Linked DNA regions of Mus musculus: all the other regions are linked to region 3. The links are chromatin contacts, called in public Micro-C and promoter capture Hi-C maps. All regions are on one chromosome and are shown on one strand. Each heading gives the region's core, a stretch centred on a gene start, on an enhancer-like site or on the middle of the called end of the contact. The rest is flanking DNA. Distances are from core to core; before and after follow the strand shown.

Region 1 (2,700 bases), core at 57-2,556, 980 kb after region 3:
TGTGGAGACTTGCAACTGATAATCACTCCCATTGGATAATCAAGTAAACTGAGGCAGCAGAAAGACTCAATAACTTGCCCAGGACCTTGAAGCTTGAAGGATGCTGAGCTGGGATTTGAGTCAGGAATTTGAGTCTAGCTCGAGAATACTTAAACACTCTACTCTTGCTTGACATGTCGTTGGGTGTGTCAACTTCACTGAAGTGTAATGTAAAGAACACACACAAAATGCCCAAATCAAAAGCGCCCAACTCAGTGATTGTTCACAGTAAGCACACCTGTGTACTAGCACGAAGATCAAAGACCAGCACATTGCCAGCCCCACAGGACCTTCAGCCACTCCCTATTTCTTCCATTTATTTATTTTTAACTTTTACTTATTTAATTGGTTATATATACATGAGAGTGCAGGAATGCACAGGCTTCAGCATGTGTGGAGGTCACAGTGTCACTTGGAGAGTTGGCTGTGGGACCTGGGAACCAAACTCAGGTCACTGTGCCTGTTTGCTATTGCTGATACCTGCTGAGCCACTTTCCCTGCCCTGTTAATTTACTTTGGGGTTTGTAGGGACATGCATATGGAGATTAGAGAACAAGTTTTCAAAAGTCAGGTCACTCCTTTTACTTTGTCTTCGAAGCAAGGTTTGTGCGTACCTACCTCTTGATCCTGCAGTTCCACTTCCTCGAGGCTACCTGGCCTTTGAGCTCCAGTTTCCATTTTGAAGTAGGACTACTGTGGTTACAGACGGCAGCCACTCTTCTGGCCTGAGCTGCCACATCTGACTTCTACATGGATCCTGGGGATTGGACACATACCAACAAGCTCACATGGAAAGTGCTTTGACCTACTTAGCCATCCTTCTTACTATCTCTCTTCCATTTTTAATCACACATATTTCAAGCATCATTAGGACTTGGAGGATTTTTTTTTTGTTTGTTCGCATGCTTGCTTTTTTCTTTGTTTTGTTTTTTTTGGTTTGGTTTTGTTTTGACACAGTTTATTATGTTGTTTAGGCCAGTCTTGAACTACAGACTCAAGTGATCATCTGCTTCAGCCTGCCAAATACGTTGATTATAAGACGTTGTCACTATGCCTGGCTTTTTTGAAGCCTGCTGATAATGTGTAACATATTCTATCTTGAAAATAGCGTGTTGAGGAGGAACTCCAGTATTGCCAAATTCTCACTGCCAATATAAGGTGAAGCCCTAATCTTTCCTTAAGCCCCACCCCTCTAGGACTACAACTCCCAGGAGGCTGTGCTCTGGCGGCTCTCGGATTTAAGTAAGATTCTGGGCATTGCTTAAGCCAGCCAGTTGCTGAGTGTCCCAGAGTGAGAGGAACCAAGAACCAACAGAAGCTGCCAGGAATTGGAGCCAGAGAAGGATCCTCGGGCTAGGTTGAGGGTGGGAAGCAGCAACTAAGAAAGTTGACAAGATGCTGTTTATCTTGGTACTGCTTACGTCCTTCCTCTCCATCTTGTATCTGACAGCTCCATCCATCAGGTTTGTTTTAATCCAGCAACTCAAAGATACTTTACGAAGATGGTTTTGACTTCTAAAAGAAGAAGGAGGGAAGGTGGCGGAGGCGAGATTAGTACATTAAAAACAGGAAAGGAGGGGTTCTGGATGCCTCTGCAGAAAACGAGAAGGAAGCACCTGGGTGGGAGGAGGTGGGGCTGATTTGAATTCGGATGCCGAGGAAGGAGGAAGGCGGAGTAGATGAGTCCTGTGGCACTTTCCTCTGATTCCTTTAGGTTTCTCTGACACTTTCCTTTTCTTTTCTGTCCCTAGATGAGGTGAGTGTCATGGGGACTTCATCGTTAAGGGACTCCTTGTCAAGTCTTAGGCACTCTGGAAAGGAAGCAAACTCTCTTCCCTTGATACTTCTCTCAAGAAGTGTTTTGGAAATGATTCACTGGGGATTTGTGGAGGTGCCAAGAAATGGCTATTCTATGTGGGGGCTTTAAATTTTGTTGATGATTAGAAAGGTTAGGAGCCAGGTGTGGTTGTACGTGCCTTTAATCCGAGCACTCAGGAAGCAGAAGCAGAAAGAACTCTGAATTAGAGGACAGACTGATCTACAGAGCGAGTTCCAGGGCAGCCAGGGCTATACAGAGAGACCCTGTCTTGAACCTTTGCCCCCTGACCTGACCCCACCCCCACCCCAAAGGAAGGTTAGATAGGCATACTGAGGACAGAGTGTCAAAGTGTCATACTTGGTCCCGGCCACCCTTAGAAATGACTTAAACATCTTTGGGCTTCAGAGGTTTTTTTTGTTTGCTTGTGTGTGTTTGTTTTTGTAATATAGAAGTAATACTGAAATGGCAGGGGAAATTAATATAAATGGCATATGGAAAGATAATATGTATGGAAAATGTGGAAAGATAGTGAGTGCAGAAACTATTTAGCATGGAGGTAGACTGGGTGCAGAAAGTGTTTAAACCTAGACAGAAAATGTATAGAAAATCAAGCCTGGGATAGACCTCATGAGTGTAGAAAAGTGTCTAGCCTAGTCTAAATATTGGGTGTAGAAAGTCTAGCCTAGGCTAGACAGTGCATGTAGAAAATATCAAGAAAAGACAGTGTATAGAAAGTGTCTAGCTCAGTGTCTGCCATCCAGTGATGTTCAGGAAGTATTCTAGACTCTCTGGTCTTGTTTTCAACAAGAAAGCTTTCTCTGTGTGCCAATGGCCTAAATAAA
Region 2 (2,700 bases), core at 3-2,502, 700 kb after region 3:
AACTATTTCTGTAGGCCAGGCTGGCCTCAAACTCACAGAGATCCACTTGCCTCTGCCACCTGAGTGCTGGGATCCTGTGCCACCACCAACAGTGTTTCTGATTTTTAAAAATCTTTTAAAAAAATTATGTGTATGTGTGACCATGTGCACATGAGTACAGGTGCCCTTGAGGCCACAGACATGGGGTTCCCTGTATCTAAGAGTTGCCGGTAGTTGTGAGCCACCTGGCATAAGTACTGGGAATCAAACTGTATTCCTGTGTGAGAGTAGTCCCTGCTTTAAATTACTGAGTCACCTCTCCAGCTCCTTTAATTCTGATTGTGAAGTTGAATAATAAGACTAAAATGGGGAGGAAAAAGACAAAATGGGATGTATTATATAACATATATAATTATTAAAATTCATTTGGAATCTGAATGGGCAAAGTTTTGTTTTGTTTTGTTTTGTTTTTAAGGTTGGTTTATTTACTTATTATATATAAATACACTGTAGCTATCTTCAGACACCCCAGAAGAGGGCATCAGATCTCATTATGGATGGTTGTGAGCCACCATGTGGTTGTTGGGATTTGAACTCAGGAAGAACAGTCAGTGCTCTTAACCTCTGAGCCATCTCTCCAGCCCAGGCAAAGTTTTTAAAAAGTTGTTGTTGTTTGCTTGAGACAGGGCCTCACAATTTAACCCATCTTGGCAGGAATTTATAGTCCCCCTCATCAGGCTTGTCGGTGCCGGATCACAGGCATGTGCCACCATGACCAGCTCAAAACATATCAGGACAAAAATAAGAAAAGATAGTCACGTGTAGGGACACATACCTTAATCCCAGCGCTTGGGAGGCAGAGACAGATGGAGTTGTGAGTTTGAGGCCAGCCACCAAAACACAGTGAGGCCTTGATGCAAAAACAGAGAAAAGTTAGGAACCAGCGTAGACTATGTTAAGACAGAAACATTATTTAAAGACTTGGCCGATGGTGAAGAAGCATCCACAGAACACTACAAGAAAGAGCCACTCTGCGGGAAAACTGTGGGATGTCAGCACAGCTTAGGATCAGCTTCCACCCATATTTTTCATATCGTGCATCACGGTATACTCCAAATGGGTCATAAAAAGACACAGAGAGAAATGGAAATGGAAACTTTCAGCTGTGACCAGAGAAAACATTCTAACTATCCCTGCAACAGACATCAGAGACAGGAGGGATGGATCTAAATCTGTTCTTAAAAGCCGTTTGTGCCACCAAATGCAATAAAGCAAACAGGGAAGTGAAAGCCACAGATGGGGAGAGACTCATGGAGCAAATAAAGCTCTCTGCCCAAAATAACTGAAGAACTGCCCCAAGCTTACAAAAAAAAAAAAAAAAAAAAAAAAAAAAACCCAAAACCAGAATCCTGATCCTTTTTGATAAGAATCAAGAGTTCACACACACAAATAGAGAAATGAGCAGCCTCACTGTGAATCTTGAAATCTAAACATCTCTTCTGCCCCCACCGTGAGTGTGTGTGTGTGTGTGTATGTGTGTGTAGGTGTGTGTATGTGTATAGGTGTGTGTGTATATAGATGTGTGTGAGTGTGTGTATAGGTATGAGTGTGAGTGTTTGTACAAGTGTGTGTGAGTGTGTGTGTAGGTGTGTGTGAGTGTGTGTGTGATGCATTTGGAGGTACAATGTTGATATGGGGATCATCTTCAATTATTTCTCCATTTTATTCTTTTCCAATATGACTAATCTTGCTAGCTAGCATGTTCTGGGGGGAGCCTGCCTCTCAATTCTGAGGCTAGAATTAAAGTTGGGACACCAGGGTTTCTGAACCATCTCCCAGTTTCATGCCCAACCGTCTGCTTTTGAGACAGTTTCACTACACACCCCAGGCTAGCCTACACATCCCAGGCTAGCCTACACATCCCAGGCTAGCCTACACATCCCAGGCTAGCCTACAACTCTTCATTCTCCTGTTTCAGTTTCACTACACATCCCAGGCTAGCCTACAACTCTTCACTACACATCCCAGGCTAGCCTACAACTCTTCATTCTCCTGTTTCAGTTTCACTACACATCCCAGGCTAGCCTACAACTCTTCATTCTCCTGTTTTAATTAACTTTTTATGTTGTTAAAAAAAATCAATTTAAGGCCAGTCTGGTGCAGCATATCTTTAATCCCAGCACTTGGGAGGCAGAGGGATATAGATCTCTATGAGTTTGAGACTAACTTGGTCTCCATAATGAGGTATTGTGTCAACGAAACAACCCCTGGAAAAAAGCAATTTAAGGTTCAGTGTGGTGGTGTGTGACTGTTATCTTAGTCCTTGGTGTGTAGAAGCAGGGTGATCAGGAGTTAAAGACCAGACTTGGCTACATAGTAAGAAAGACAGGCAGCAATACATGAGACTCTGTCTCAAAGAAAAGAAAGCAGATATCAATTCTAGCCAAGCATAGTAGTATATGTCTATAATCCCAGCAGTCAAGACATGGAGACAGAAGGATCAAGAGTTCGAGCCAGCCCTGCACTGCTCAAGATCCTGTTTGAAAGCAAAGCAAAATCCATTTAAGTGAAACAATTTTTTGGGAGGGGGAGAATGGGTGGGGTGTTTTGAGACAGGATTTCTCTGTATAGCCCTGGCTGTCCTGAAACTCATTCTGTAGACCAGGCTGGCCTAGAACTCAGAAATCCACCTGCCTCTGCCTCCCAAGTGCTGAGATAAAA
Region 3 (2,700 bases), core at 153-2,652:
ATGGGAGGTGAGTTCATGATCTGGCTTACAAATTTAATCCACTGCCAGAAATACTAGTATACATATCTTCAAAAACGAATTATTTTATCCTTTCTCAACTCCACCCATCATTTCCTTTGTCCTCTTATATAAAGGCACAATGTGAATCTTTAGTGAATAGAATGAGTAATGCTATGTTCTTACTGGAACAATACAAACCGCACATAACCATATAATTGAGATTTTAGACTAAGAGCAGATTATTAAACAGTTTTGATACTTTTTTTGTTGTTGTTTTGCTTTTAGGTTTTACTATGGTGAACAAATGAGAAAACATACACACACTTAAGCCAGAAAAGGATATTTAGCAAACCTACACAAAATAGAGGTGGCTAATAACACTTTATGAAAGACACAGAACTAAATGACCACATTTTCAGAGTAATTCCATATTCCAGAAACACTGAAACTTAAATGTCACAGCATCTAGGGGACGACAGAGAGAGAGAGAGAGAGAGAGAGAGAGAGAGAGAGAGAGAGAGAGAGAGGAATCTCCACTCCACGTGCCCTGCTGCAGACACATAAGCTCCGTCTACGACGTCTGTGGTAGGCTGTCACCGAGCGGGGCCAAAGCGAAGTCAGAGGGAGCATTGACTGCAGGTCACAGCTGGGGCGGCACAGGGTAACCTATCTCTGCCCGAGAGGGGACTCTCGTCACAGCGGCCACCGTTCTGCCACCCATGCCGCTTCCTTAAGCCACCTCTAGGTTCTCCGGTGCCTTCAGAGGAGGTGAGCCCACCTCGCTGCCGCACCTGGTCCGGAGTGGCTCCATCGCGGGCAGAGCCGGCCGGCCTGAGGCGGCGGAAAACTGACGAGGCTGCCGGCTCGGCGGGGGATTGCTTCTGTCTGGGGCCCGCCGAGGCTGCGTTCGTGCCTCGCGCGCACCCGCACCGCGTCCGCCCAGCCAATCCCGCGCTACTCGCGCGCCCAGGAACGTTCCTTGGGTCCCACTCTAGGCTGGGCCGGCTCCTTCCCGCTCCCGGCACTCCGCAGCCAAGCTCGCACTCCTCCCCTCACTCTCCACGAGTTGCACGCCTCGGGGTGTAGCTCCGCCCCTGTCCCCGAGTCCGCCCCCGCAACCTCCAGAGCGTGTGCTCCCTTTTCCCCCTCTCAGTCTCTTGCCATCCAGGCGTCTTGGGTCTCACTCCGCAGAGCCTCTGGGTCTCGCCGGCCTTGCCCCGCCGCCTCCGCGCTCTGTCTTCCGCGAGGCCGCCGCTACTCCCACCCCGGGATCGCTTCCTCCCGGCCGGACTCGGGGTCGCGCGGCCCGACTCCGCCCCCTCCGCGGACCCGCGCGCTCCTGGCGCGGCCTCTCCCCCCCACCCCACGCAGGCCACCGGGCGCTCGGCCCCCTCCTTCCCGCTCGCCTCGCGCTCCCCGGGCGCCCTCGCTCTCGCGCTCTCCAAGGCAAGCGCGCTCCCGGCCGGCGCGCTCCGGGCTCCGGCTTCTCCTGGCTCCTGTCAGTGCGGTGACTGCGCTGGGAAACATGGCGACCGAGGGAATGATCCTCACCAACCACGACCATCAAATCCGTGTCGGAGTCCTCACAGGTAACGGGGGGAGGAGGTCCGGGGGAGCCGCAACGGCTACTATCCGCGACTTGCTGGAGGTTTCTCGCCCGCGGTGGTGCTTCCCTGCGGCCTCGGGAAGAGGGCAGGCTGAGGAGGGGGACCGGGGGGTGTATTTTACAACCGCTGAGAGCTGCTGAGGATTCGGGTGTTCCCGTGTGCTCCCCGGGGGAGCTGGGGCAGGCACGGTGGGGTGTCAGGCCCCGGAGCCCTAGCAGCCAAAGTCTCTGGCCCCCGGGGACCGAGGGGCCGGTGCGGCGGGCGCTGCGGGGCTCCGCGCTGCCGGTGCGGGCGGCGGGATTCCTGCTCCGCAGTCTGAAGCACGCTGCTCGGGGTTGGCCGGGCGCCTCCTCCACTAAAGCTCTTCCGAGAGGGGGGAATCCCATCTCCACCCCCTTTTCTCCCCTCCCCCCCCACCCGGCGGCCCCATGGCACCTGCCTGACAGGACTCGGGGTTCGGCAGGCGAACTCTGCTCCGCCTCTGCTGCCCCTTCGCCGGCCGGCTGTCCCCTCTGCAGACGACGGGACACTCCTCACCTCCCCCGGGAGCCGGGTGCTAGGCTCTAGTCCGGACCCCGGAAAGTGCCTTCCTTCTGCCTTTCCTAGCACAGGGCCCTCCCTCTCTGTCTGCCTCTTCTCCTCCGCGAGGACCGGCTGCTTCCCGTGGCCGGGAGAGCCAGCCTTTTTTTTTTTTTTTTTTCCCTTGAGAAGGAAGGATTTCCCTCTGTCGGGTTCTTTTCTCCCCCTCCCTTTTGGGACACCCCCCCCCTCCCATTCTCACTCCCCGGTGGATGGTCCTGAGGCTGGTGAGGAGCGCACTTTTCCCGGGTCGCGTTTCCCTCCCTCGCGGAAGTCGTGTGTGCTCTGCATGTCTGATTCCGTTGCGTTGTATTTGGGTGATATCCCTGAGTTTGGAGATAGACAGTTGCTGCAGGGCACGACTTCCAAGATGAATTGCAAACCTATTTGTAGGGGTTTCGGCTGAGGTTCTGTAGTTGGCATGGTTCAAGTGTAATTGAACGGAGAAGCGGGGGTTAAAGAATTTATATTTGGAGTCTGAGGCTTACTGTGGAGTAAAGGAAATCCAAGACTT
Region 4 (2,709 bases), core at 183-2,682, 900 kb after region 3:
TTAATCCCAGATGAAAGGCATAGCCCAGATTAAAGGTGTGTTCCTTAACTCGGAGATTCAATCTTCTGGAATCCATAGCCACTACGGCTCAAGATCTTCAAACCAAGATCCAGATAAGGATCTCCAAGCCTCCAGATAAGGGTCACTGGTGAGCCTTCCAATTCCGGATTGTAGTTCATTCCAAATATTGTCAAGTTGACAACCAGGAATAGCCACTACAGCAGGCTACAGAGTCACAGTTAAGAGTACAGTGTTAGACAATCTTGCCACTGTATGAAACACTCAATATGTCCATTTTATCATACTGTAAACTTGTGCTTACAACAAAGAATGCAGATCCTTCTATCTCCCCTAGCTTGCTGTGTCTGTGGAGGCAAGAAGCATCGGATTCCCCAGAAGCTGGGGTTAATGGCTATGCATAAAACTCTGCAAAAACCAGGTCCTCTGCAAGAGCAATGTGTGTCCGTAATTGCAGGGCCATCAGCCACTATTTACTATTAAAACCATGAAAAGCTCCTTGATATTTTTGGATTTGTTTCAGCCTCCTTTTAATTTAGAATGATCAGAATGTGTTGATATAGTTGGCCTCTAGTAACCAGTGCTCTTATTGTTCATGTAAAGAACTGAAAACAGGGGCCCAGAGAGGTAGCTGAACAGTTAAGAGCATCTGTTACTTTTGCTAAGGGCTTGGGTTTGATTCTCAGCACTCACATGGTGGCTCATAAAGGTCTGTAGTAACTCTAGTTCCAGCAAATCCTATATCCACTTCTGACTTCCCTGGGCACCATGAATGTCTGTGGTGCACAAACATATATACAGGCAAAACACTCATACACATTTAAAAAAATCTGAAAAGGAAATAAAATTTTGTTTAAAAAAATTAAAAAAAAAATCTAGAAAGTAATTGCTTGGTAAATTCTAAATTCTCCCCAAAGATCCAAGGTAGGTGAGTTTTTAAAAAGCCAGACTCAAGAGGACACTGATGGGGTAAATGTTTCTAGGATTTTAAGCTTTGAGATAGAAAGCTGCAGATGGATGCTGACTTGGTGTGGGTTAGCAGATGACCCCGGGTGCGGGCAGGCCACGGCCAGTGCCAACTCTTCAGCCGAGATAGCGCCTGGGGCGGGTACATGTGTCAAGTTCTCAAGTTCCACTGAGGTCTCCAACCTGGCAGGGACGCTGCTTCCCGGGAAACCACACAGGTGCCACTCTGATCAGCGGCTTTATGGTATCCGCCTTGGTGGCTTAGGCATCGGGGGCGGGGGGAGCGTGTCCAGGGAAAGAGAGGACAGGTCCAATGGTGACTTAACGGCAGGCGCGTCCCAGGCCCTGGAGAGCTGTAGTCCTCCGAGAAGGTGCGCCGGGGGCTGGTTGGAGGCGTGTCCGAGAGATGCTGACGTCACAGGGCGGTGCGCTCGCCTAGTGAAGCATCGAAGCTGTGGGAGGCTGCACTCACTCGAGGTCCTGAGTTGCACCGAGCCGGTTCTCCTAGGGTAATCCCCTCCCTGCCAATCATGTTCCTGAGGAGCAGCGCCTCCCGTCTCCTCCACGGGCAAATTCCTTGCGTCCTGACGAGATCCGTCCACTCTGTAGCTATAGTCGGAGCCCCTTTCTCTCGGGGACAGGTGAGAGCTGCGACCCGAGCTGACGGGACACTAAGCCTAGAGAGTTTCTTGGGGCCAGGAGGGAGGAGGGGGGAAAAAACGGGGGGAAGAGCTCGCGGGATCCCATGGCGGGTACGTGGAGCGCACGTTGGGTTTTCCTGGACCCAGATGGAGATGAGGGACTGATGGAAGGCAAGGGGGTGAGAGAGGGCACTGGGCATCGAGAGGGAGGGAAGTGGGCATCGAGAAGCGAGCATCTGCGGCCTCCAGGACGACGGAGAGTGGGCATTTCCAGCTTTGGGGTGATGACAGGAAGGAAAAGAGAGAGGATTCCATGGAGGAGCTGGAGAAGGCAAAACCGGGATCGTTGAGAAATTGTCGGAGAGGAGGTTAGAGACGGTGACCGGGGATTAAGGCAGGCTTCAGGTTCTATTCTTGCAGAAAGAGCATTAACCTGGAAAGAAATTGATGTCGGTCTCTGCAACTGCGGGAGGGACGAAGGGGCTTTGTTCTGCCTTCAATGAAAGGAACCTGCTGTCGCGGAGGGCGCACTCACTGATGGGGAAGCTAGGTGCCGCGTTCTGCCAGATACAGGTACCGGATCAAAGCTCACTGAGCCCTTTCCTGATCCGAGACTTTCCTGGTCTGGCTCTCAGTGAGGGACTCAGAAGGTTGATTTGCTTTCAAGAACAGAATCTTCCCTCCGCCCATTAAGCATTTAGTGAAACGATCAGCCTTCTACAGTAGAAGTTTTGATGCTGTGAAAGGTTTGCAGAGGAGTCTTTTAGGAGCTCCGGGTAGCAGCAGAGATTTCTGTGTCAAAGTGTTTCTGCTCCTTTCCTCACCTTCTCTTATGTCTGTGGGGTTTGTATGATTCACAGAAGAAGCTAGGAGTGGAATATGGTCCAGCTGCCATTCGAGAAGCTGGCTTGCTGAAGAGGCTCTCCAGGTTGGGTAAGTGGTTGGATTTCTGTGTTTGTTCCGGAAGGGGAAAAAACCTGTTCAGAATCTCATCTCTTCTATCCTGATCCTGTGGTAGCAGCTTGGCACCTGTAATTTGTTCCCATCTGGTATCCTTTGGATTCCTTCTGCAGATAAACATCTA
Region 5 (2,700 bases), core at 137-2,636, 800 kb after region 3:
CATTAAAAGGTGTTTGTAGCCGGGCGTGGTGGCGCACGCCTTTAATCCCAGCACTTGGGAGGCAGAGGCAGGCGGATTTCTGAGTTCGAGGCCAGCCTGGTCTACAAAGTGAGTTCCAGGACAGCCAGGGCTACACAGAGAAACCCTGTCTCAAAAAAAATAAATAAATAAATAAATTAATTAATTAAAAAAAAAGGTGTTTGTAAATACATATATATATGGATATAGACAGATGCATATAAATACATATATGAATATGCATATACATAATATATATAATGACAATAGTTGCATTTGGGTAGGGGTGATCTGCCAAAAACGGATAAAGTCTTAGTGTCCACTATTAGCCCTCTGAATTTGAAATTCATATCATGCTCAAGATTGCCTATTCAAAGTGTATGGAAGTGTCACCCCTTCACAAAACCCAGAGGTCTTGCCTATAAAGTCACTTGGAGTCCCACCCACCCAATTTAACTGCCTTCCTTAGTTCCTGAGCTTTCAAAACCGTGCATGAGAATGCCTAAGGAGGTTTGCTCCGTGGGCAATTCCCCTCTCCCTTCCCACCCCCAGATTCAGATTTAAACCTGGGGTGGGGCTGGGGATTTTTCTCGGTGAGTGCTTGGAGTGAATATTCTAGGCCCCGGGGTGTTTTGTTTCTGTTCAGTTTATGGAATTGGGAAAGGCAGCTTTTGTTTTCCCCTCCCCTCCCCTCCCCTCCCCTTTTCTTTCCTTCCTTCCTTCCTTCCTTCCTTCCTTCCTTCCTTCCTTCCTTCCTTCCTTCCTTCCTTCCTTTCTTTCTTTCTTTCTTTCTTTCTTTCTTTCTTTCTTTCTTTCTTTCATTCATTTTGTGTGCTGGGAATTAAACCCAGGACCTCCTTCATGAGTTCCGCCGCCCACTTAGAAGAAGCTCCTTCCTAACTACATTTCATTTGCATCTTCCTCAGCCCCATCCCCTAACCAAACATCTAGTCCCCTAACCAAACATCTAGTGTCCCACTCCCTCTGGGTGTATAATTGTTATTGTGTGAGTTAGGTATTGCAAACCAGGGCTCCTTGCCCTTCTGGCTCCCTGGCTGTCGCCTTTAAAATAAGCAAGACAAACACAAACAAACAGGTTCTCCTAGAGCTGTAGTGACTCGCTCCCCCTTCTCTCTCTCTCAACTCCAAATCAGTTGTGCAGACTGCTCGCTCCCAGTAACCAGGTGGGACTTTCCTACAGGTGGCTAGACACTCGCTGGGACCTCCTTCCGCGGAGGGAGGGTCCAGTCTGGTGAGCATCCCGCCGGGGATCCCACGCTGTCTGGGGGTCGCAGCGCGCAGCCAGCCCTCCAGGCGGCCCCGGCCGCGCCCCGCGGTGGGAGGCTGCGGCTGCTGAGGTCATTTCCTGTGCCTGGCCGCGAGCTGCCCGCCGAGCGAGCGCGGTGCGGACACAGCCGGCGCGGCGCTGCTCCCAGCGCTGGGGCGGGCTTTGTGCGGAGCTCCGGGGACCTTCCAGGCTCCGACCTCGGCCCGCCACGCCCACCGCGACCCCTGCAGCGGGGGAGCGGAGACCCGGGGGCCTCTCCGCACTCGGGGAGAGCCACTGTGGGGCAGAGGCGCGCGTGGCGGTCGGGGTCGCGGCGGGACTCCCGGCAGCTCACTCAGGTGAGCCGGGCGGGTCGGGGAGGGCCGGGGGGTGTGCCGCTGGGAGAGGGCGTCCGGCGGGACGGACAGGGCTGACTCCTCGCGGCCGGGAGGGCAACTCTGGAGCAGGTGCCTCTCTACCTGGGAGCCGTGGGACGGGCGCAGGCAACCAGGAGCTCCAGGACACCCGCACTGGGAGGCGGTGACTGCCCCTCCCGCAGTAGGTCCTGCTCTTTGGGACCGGCTTGATCCAGTTGCTCCTGGGAAGGCCCCGGGATGTACGTGCAGGCTTCCTTCCAACCCGGTGCTCTCCGCTCAACCCTTCCGCTCCTCTCAGCAGCTTGTCCTAGGTTGCTTGTTAATGTGATTGCTGGATGTCTCTCCTAGGAGTCCTAGGAGTCAAGCTGAACTCATACTGACGGCGTCCTGCCAAGCAGAAAAGAACACAGGTTGGACTCTGAGTGACATCAGGGGCTTTGTGTCCTAGCAATCTTAGGAATACGTCTCCCACGGAGGGTGGCAGAGGTAGCGAGACCCTGTGGAAATAGAATGTTCTCCCTGTTGCTCCTTCAGCATACTTCCTCCCTGTCAGGATCTTCAATCAGCTTCTACTGTAAATCCGCCTCATAAAACTTACTGACATTGACAAACTCCGGGTTCCAGGAGAATGCTCGAAAGATCGTTATTTGAAATAAGTAACCCTTCCCCCCACCCCCAATGTAGTAGCTATCAATCCTCAGCACCAGACTTTCTGGACTGTCTTGTTCAGGACACTGTGCGGTGCAAATAGTCGCCACTCAGTTCAACAATCCATTCACCTTTCTCTGTGAAGGAGGAAACTGGGACTCAGAAAACTTGTGTCTTGCCCAAGGTTATAGTGAAAGACTGTAAAGGTCACGTAGAGACAGGACTCAAACGTAAGCCTTCTAGATTCCACATGTGATACTGTCCTTTGCCTTCCCCTAGCTGCCTAAGGGACCTACTCAGAGCTGTTTTGTGATATTGTTAACCCTGTGGTCCCAAACTTAGGGAAATGAACAATTAGCCTAAACCAGTGTGCTGCCCTTCTGACTGAAT
Region 6 (2,700 bases), core at 110-2,609, 970 kb after region 3:
TCACGTCCCTTCAGACTGAACTTCAACACTGACAAATCCTGGGGACCAGGAATTGGCTCTTCCTCCTTCCTCTGTCATCATCGAAAACAAGAAATCAACTTTGAAAGCGCAGCTCTGGCCCCACTCTCCCATGCTGGCTCCAACGGGGATAGTAGAGTCCTTAGAGTGCTCGCTTCTAAGACACATTTCACTGGATGTAGCTCCGGTTCATGTTTTGTTGAGATTCTATATGGATATGAAGATCTTGTGGTAAAAAGAAACCCAAGTTTTTACCTGAGTACAAGGCCCATGTGTGCCTACTTATGGGAGCTGTAAGTATTCAGAGAGGAGAGGGGAAAAATGAAAGTAGCCACCAGAGAGAGAAGAAAAAGCAAAAAGAGTGGGAAGTAGGTCTTGGAAGAAAAAATGTTGGTCATGGTAAGAAATGACAGAAGGATGGCACAGCCTCAGCTCCAATAGGAACTATGGCCACGCCCAGAAAGAAGGTGGCGTTTATTACTGGTCCACCGTCACTCCTGGTGACTTACTCAGAACCAATCAGTGGACTGCCCCTTGTGGTAGCCTGCCGCTGATTCTCAGGTGATTACACACACCTCCAGGTTTGGGCTGACCTGACACTTAATTAAGAAACCATCCTTTGACCACGTGGTTCTTCTCCTGGCTCCTAGTAATCTAATTAGGGCAAACAAGCACGTGTTCCTACTCCGAAGGACAATGAATCTTCCCCTTCAGTTGTCACAAACACCTAAACAAGTGAATAACGGCAACAAGGAAGCATGCCCCAGATAACATTGGCATCGGGTTCAGAGAGCAAAAAGTGCAACCCTCCTGTAGTACCTCAAGGGCTGGAGACAAATAGTTAGACAAAGGCTGGTTCAAAGCTTGGGAGTGGAGAAAACAGTTAGAATCTAAAGCCCGCCATACTCAGCGGCTTCCCGAAGCTAGAGAGCAAATAGTGCTAGAGGAAATAAGGTAGGCCAGAAAGAGCAATACAGGATGATGGAGACCTGGAGCGCTTTTACGACCACCTGGGGTCTGACGTCTGGCCGTGCCCACATCCAGGGCACCAGGATCTCGCCTACAGTCCAGTAAACTCCAGATCTTTGCTACCTTAAAGGGCTTCTCAGTCCTTTCCTAGTCTTTCTTTACGGGGGCTAGGGAGAGGGCTTCAGTAGGGATTTTTTATCTTCTCTAAAAGACCTGGCAAGAAAAAGCAACATTCGCACAGACCTGATTTTTGGCGTGACCAAGTACAGGATGAAGGGAAGAGAGAGCAGAAGCAGGAATCCGAACATCTCAGCACCACCGAAGCGCAGTTGAAGTTGATGCTCTAAAGAGGACAGCGGGACTTATGGCTTCTGATCCTAGACACACCCCGGTTCAACTGCAACCGCCAGGGAGCAAAGCCCTCTGGGAAATGTAGTCCTGGATTTGGCGGCCGCCTGGCGGTGATACATTCAGAGTATACTTCCAAGCACTATGAAAAGTTGAATAACACAACCGTGGAGCAATGGTCTTCAGTGGTCCAGGGCCTAGGCCTGTGGGATCGTTGAGCCAGCCCTTCTACCACTCCTCTGGCCACTAATTGACTCTTTGGAAGTCTCGCGGGTTTGCTATCTCCTGGAGCCCAAGTCCAGTGTTTGGTTCAATTTTCCCCAATCATTATTAGGAAATTACATTTTGTCTGGGAGACAGCGTCTGGAAAGTATTCTGAGGTTAATTACAAAGGGCAGGAGCCGTTAGTCGGACAGTTGGTGTGGCGGAAGATGTCCTTCCTCAGAGATGACCTTTGCCCTATGGGGCAAAGCAAGTTAAGACCTCCTAGAGAGTCACGGTTGTGTGTACTTCGATCTATGATAGTATCCTTCATAATTTCCCAAGCCCTTGGTTGTTATTTGATAATAAAATAGTTTCTTGGATGACTATATCATGTATTACTCTTCAAGGAAACAATGCATTTCTCAGATTGGCACAGTTGGTTTTATCACTTTGTCAAAGAGTTTAATCCCGTCTTGAACTAAGGCCAGGAACATTTCTTTGGGAAAAGGCAAACTCCCTGTTCAAACTTTTCTTTCCTTTGAGGTGTACCTCATGGGGATAAACATGAGTTATCATGTTTAACAAGTTTTAAAAGTCATTGTCTGTGGTTTCCCACCTTCACTATTCAGTTTCTGGTTCATTTGCATAATTAATTTCCATTCATTGGAAGATACCTGTTCCACAGTCAAGTTGGAGCCATATACTGTATAGCACCTGGGAAGAAGACATATTCTTACAGATTTAGTATTGGATTATCTAGTAATCATCAGCATTTAACGCTTTCTTAGTGTCTAGTATGTAGAGAGCAGCTCACAGCTCAAAGAAAAAAGTCTTTTACGTATTCTGTTTCTTATTCATTTTATACATGTTTAACAGTATTTCTACAATAAACTGGTGTAGTCTCTGAGAGGTGACACAGACAGCTGTGAAGTACTGCTTCAGGAGTTGTCAAAGCTGCAGCTTTCTCCTTCCTGCTTCAACCTTCAGCCTTCTTGAGACAACTCTTTGGGGATCAGTGAGAAAGAAAAGAGAGAGGGGGTGGTGGGGAAGAATTATAAACACACACACATACATTCACACATGTGACAGATAGAGCAAGGCTCCAACCATTTTTCATACATACATACATACAGACAGACAGACAGACAGACAGATATATAC
Region 7 (2,751 bases), core at 192-2,691, 680 kb after region 3:
TTGAACCTTCAGGGCTAATGGGGCTGATGTAACCCAGTAAACCAATGAGGAGGACAGTTTTTTACCCTTCATCACCAAGCTTCCTGAGACTGTCAGCCCAGAACAGTAGCCAAAGGGCTCAGCCGCCAATACATATATATATGCATACATATACACACATATACATACATATGCATATACACATATACATATACATACACATACATATACATACATATACACACATATACACACATATACATGCATATATACTCATATACATACATATACACACATATACATACAAATACATGCATATATGTGTGTATACATATATACACATACACACATGTATATCTATATGCATACTATGCATGCTATTATACTAACATAAATATTCAGTATTGACATCAATGTTAAAGTAATTGTTTTAGAAGTTAGAGATCAAATCCAAGGTTTTCTGAATGCACCAAACTGTAAAAGTTCCTCTTTTAGGTTCTTTCGTTCATTTTCTACCTTGACCCTAGGCATCCTGGGAGTCCCACTGTCCCTGGTTGGACTCTTGCTTCTTCAACAAGGGTGATGAGGGAGGACTAAGGATGGAGTTCATGTCCTATCTAATACTCACCTACGCTAGACAAGCTATTTCGCCTTGCTGATGCTCAGTCTTGAGCAGAGAGAGAGAGAGAGAGAGAGAGAGAGAGAGAGAAGAGGGAGGGAGGGAGGGAGGGAAGGGTGGTGCCTTCTTTCCTTTCAAGCTGTAAATTGCACGGCATATCCATGGTGCCTTATATTTCAATATCATACTTAATTGAGACATGGCTGTGCATATGCATGGAGCACATACATTGGGTTGTCAATCATAGGCACGGCATGCAATGATCGCATAAGGGTAACTGGCAGCTCCATCACCTCAAACATTTATTAACGTTTCTTGGTGTTGGAAACATTTAAAATCCCCTTAGCTACGTGAGAATATACTCTTAACTGCGGTCAGCCACAGTTAACTCTCTACCACAGAAGGTCATTCCTACTTTCCAGCCGTACCTTTTAACTATGCTCTCTCCACCCTGCACCCACACCACTTTATGGTACTTTAATACAGTGTGGTGTGGTGTGTGTGTGTGTGTGTGTGTGTGTGTGTGTGTGTGTGTGTGTGTGGTGTGTTGCTGTGGACCAAATCCAGGGCCTTGAGTATGCTAACCATGGGTCCTGTCCCTGGCTTCGCCCTCAATTCCAGTAAATTGTTTTAAGAGATCCACCGGAGAGAGTAAGCCCTGAACCAAGCAGGACCAGCCTGTGCATGCCAGATCCGCTGGCCAGTGGGAGCACTTCGCCAGCTCGTCACCTTGTCCAACACTTGCTCGCCCCGCTGTCCCCACGGCCACGCGGGCGCGAGGCCAGAACACACTCACCCTCTTGACGAGGAAGCCTTCCTTGAGCACGCCGTCCTCCATGTCGCCAGTCCAGGTGAGCTGTCCCCGCGCTCCACCGCCGACGCCGCCCGCGCCCAGGAAGCCACTCCCTCCCGGAGACGCCCCCTGGCGCACATCCAGTGCCAGAGCCTCCCGCCCTGCGGGCAGGAAGTCTGGCCCGGTCGGGACTTCTGCTCCGACCTTCCCACGCCAGGTGCCCAGTGTGCCAACCCTACCCCGCACGGCCCGCGGTGATCGCCCAAGAACACGACCCTGGACCTCTGTCTATAGTTCTGAGCCTTTCCTGAGAGGCAGAGGAGTGTATAGAGCAAGTACGAGAATCTCAAGTTTAAGGTGACTGGCATAGTCTACAGAACACATTCTCACCTCAATGTGTACATCACACCATCCTCATCTCAAAAGCAAACAACCAAAAAGAATCAGATTTTAGCAATTCTGGGTGAGTTTAAAGAGCGTGCAAAATAATCGAGTCATCCGTGTAAGTCATATTGTAATACGATATTTTAAAATAAAAATTAACGCCTATGATGAAGAAAATATCCCGATAGAATCAACACAACGTTCTACCACATCATGTTGGCACCTGAAACAAGAAAACGACAGTGGTGCTGATCTGCATAGAATCCCTGATATCTTTGCTCAGCAGAGGGAACACCTGCTAGGCAGGACAAAGGCCCTGGGGTGTCTGGATTAGAGAGAGAGAGAGAACTGCCGGTAATGGAAAGACAGAGATGCCCTTCAGTCTGGCTCCCAGCACACCCTAGTGTCCCTATGCTGGGCTCTGCCCCACATGCCCCTGCGGTCTGTGACAAACATACATCTTCACCTGTAAAGCAAGAGATCTGGCAGTGTTGTGTTGCCAGGTAACAGCTTCCTAGATTTTAAATCCAAAGACAACAGAGGTTCCATTCTCTTTCCAATAGTGCTAGGTTTTATTTGCAATTATACCCCAACTCCAGGAGGCAAATAATGTGTTTTCCAGGAAACTGAAACTTGAAGCCATTGAAGTCACTCGGAACCATATCACACCAGGGCATTGGAAGAAATCGTGCTTCCGAATACCAGAAGGGCTCAAACCCAGAGTAGGAGAAGCTGGGAAAGTCAGATCCTATACCTGTCTACTCCTTTTAGGAGGCATGGACTGGGCCTTTTCTTTAGAAAACGGGTTCTTAAGTGGGTTCTCTGAAAGGGGGGAAGTTGGTTTTTTCTCCTGGTGGTGTTTCTCCCAGGAACAGCTAAGGCGCTTCCTTTGAGGGAAACCCCTGTCCCAGCCCACCCCGTCTGATTCACTGGACCTTCAGTGTGACTCACCTCCTCTGTCTTCCCCAGTCTGTCA

What was found. Promoter capture Hi-C pulls out the DNA fragments that hold promoters and counts their contacts. A called contact is a pair of places that touch in the nucleus more often than the background predicts.
Region 1: a promoter capture Hi-C map of pre-B cells shows a contact between it and region 3, with 4 times the contacts expected there. The contact joins the promoter of Rdh12 here to the promoter of Gphn in region 3. A contact is called at or near these places in 2 of 39 promoter capture datasets (hippocampal neurons and pre-B cells).
Region 2: a promoter capture Hi-C map of pre-B cells shows a contact between it and region 3, with 3 times the contacts expected there. The contact joins the enhancer-like site here to the promoter of Gphn in region 3. A contact is called at or near these places in 4 of 39 promoter capture datasets (the HPC-7 cell line, embryonic stem cells, hippocampal neurons and 1 more), 1 of 15 datasets of contacts at CTCF or cohesin (large pre-B cells), 6 of 484 Hi-C or Micro-C datasets (LSK cells, adipose-derived mesenchymal stem cells, conventional dendritic cells and 1 more), 14 of 115 datasets of contacts at active chromatin or transcription factors (the NIH/3T3 cell line, astrocytes, cardiomyocytes and 9 more) and 1 of 9 other capture datasets (embryonic stem cells).
Region 4: a promoter capture Hi-C map of hippocampal neurons shows a contact between it and region 3, with 4 times the contacts expected there. The contact joins the promoter of Arg2 here to the promoter of Gphn in region 3. A contact is called at or near these places in 4 of 39 promoter capture datasets (cranial neural crest, hippocampal neurons, pre-B cells and 1 more) and 4 of 115 datasets of contacts at active chromatin or transcription factors (embryonic forebrain, extraembryonic endoderm stem cells, large pre-B cells and 1 more).
Region 5: a contact with region 3 is called in a Micro-C map of embryonic stem cells, with 3 times the contacts expected there. The contact joins the promoter of Plekhh1 here to the promoter of Gphn in region 3. A contact is called at or near these places in 1 of 39 promoter capture datasets (the HPC-7 cell line), 3 of 484 Hi-C or Micro-C datasets (the N1E-115 cell line, embryonic stem cells and myocytes), 5 of 115 datasets of contacts at active chromatin or transcription factors (cardiomyocytes, extraembryonic endoderm stem cells, large pre-B cells and 2 more) and 1 of 9 other capture datasets (adipose tissue).
Region 6: a contact with region 3 is called in a promoter capture Hi-C map of pre-B cells, with 4 times the contacts expected there. The contact joins the promoter of Rdh11 here to the promoter of Gphn in region 3. A contact is called at or near these places in 2 of 39 promoter capture datasets (hippocampal neurons and pre-B cells), 1 of 484 Hi-C or Micro-C datasets (B cells) and 1 of 115 datasets of contacts at active chromatin or transcription factors (large pre-B cells).
Region 7: a promoter capture Hi-C map of pre-B cells shows a contact between it and region 3, with 4 times the contacts expected there. The contact joins the promoter of Plek2 here to the promoter of Gphn in region 3. A contact is called at or near these places in 7 of 39 promoter capture datasets (the 3T3-L1 cell line, the HPC-7 cell line, cranial neural crest and 4 more), 1 of 15 datasets of contacts at CTCF or cohesin (large pre-B cells), 6 of 484 Hi-C or Micro-C datasets (LSK cells, adipose-derived mesenchymal stem cells, conventional dendritic cells and 1 more), 20 of 115 datasets of contacts at active chromatin or transcription factors (the NIH/3T3 cell line, astrocytes, embryonic hindbrain and 13 more) and 1 of 9 other capture datasets (embryonic stem cells).

Annotation. Positions count from the first base shown.
Region 1 is chr12:79,207,607-79,210,306 of GRCm38.p6, forward strand. It overlaps Rdh12 (retinol dehydrogenase 12), which reads left to right and starts at 1,307. Exons shown (of 7, transcript NM_030017.4): 1 at 1,307-1,502. The coding sequence starts at 1,435.
Region 2 is chr12:78,922,674-78,925,373 of GRCm38.p6, forward strand. The region is part of intron 2 of Gm46359 (a long non-coding RNA gene); the gene reads left to right. Among named protein-coding and RNA genes, the nearest start is that of Gm46360, 4.8 kb to the right of the region's middle. Within about 2 kb of position 1,253, at least 35 of the 459 cell types and tissues checked have an H3K27ac peak or open chromatin away from gene starts, as enhancers often do. A contact at or near this core is called in pre-B cells and pro-B cells, where this site is marked.
Region 3 is chr12:78,225,253-78,227,952 of GRCm38.p6, forward strand. It overlaps Gphn (gephyrin), which reads left to right and starts at 1,403. Exons shown (of 23, transcript NM_145965.2): 1 at 1,403-1,589. The coding sequence starts at 1,526.
Region 4 is chr12:79,129,356-79,132,064 of GRCm38.p6, forward strand. It overlaps Arg2 (arginase type II), which reads left to right and starts at 1,433. Exons shown (of 8, transcript NM_009705.3): 1 at 1,433-1,625; 2 at 2,486-2,558. The coding sequence starts at 1,515.
Region 5 is chr12:79,027,777-79,030,476 of GRCm38.p6, forward strand. Plekhh1 (pleckstrin homology domain containing, family H (with MyTH4 domain) member 1) reads left to right here and starts at 1,387. Exons shown (of 29, transcript NM_181073.3): 1 at 1,387-1,644.
Region 6 is chr12:79,190,496-79,193,195 of GRCm38.p6, forward strand. It overlaps Rdh11 (retinol dehydrogenase 11), which reads right to left and starts at 1,360. Exons shown (of 7, transcript NM_021557.6): 1 at 1,231-1,360. The coding sequence starts at 1,295.
Region 7 is chr12:78,905,497-78,908,247 of GRCm38.p6, forward strand. Plek2 (pleckstrin 2) reads right to left here and starts at 1,442. Exons shown (of 9, transcript NM_013738.3): 1 at 1,395-1,442. The coding sequence starts at 1,436.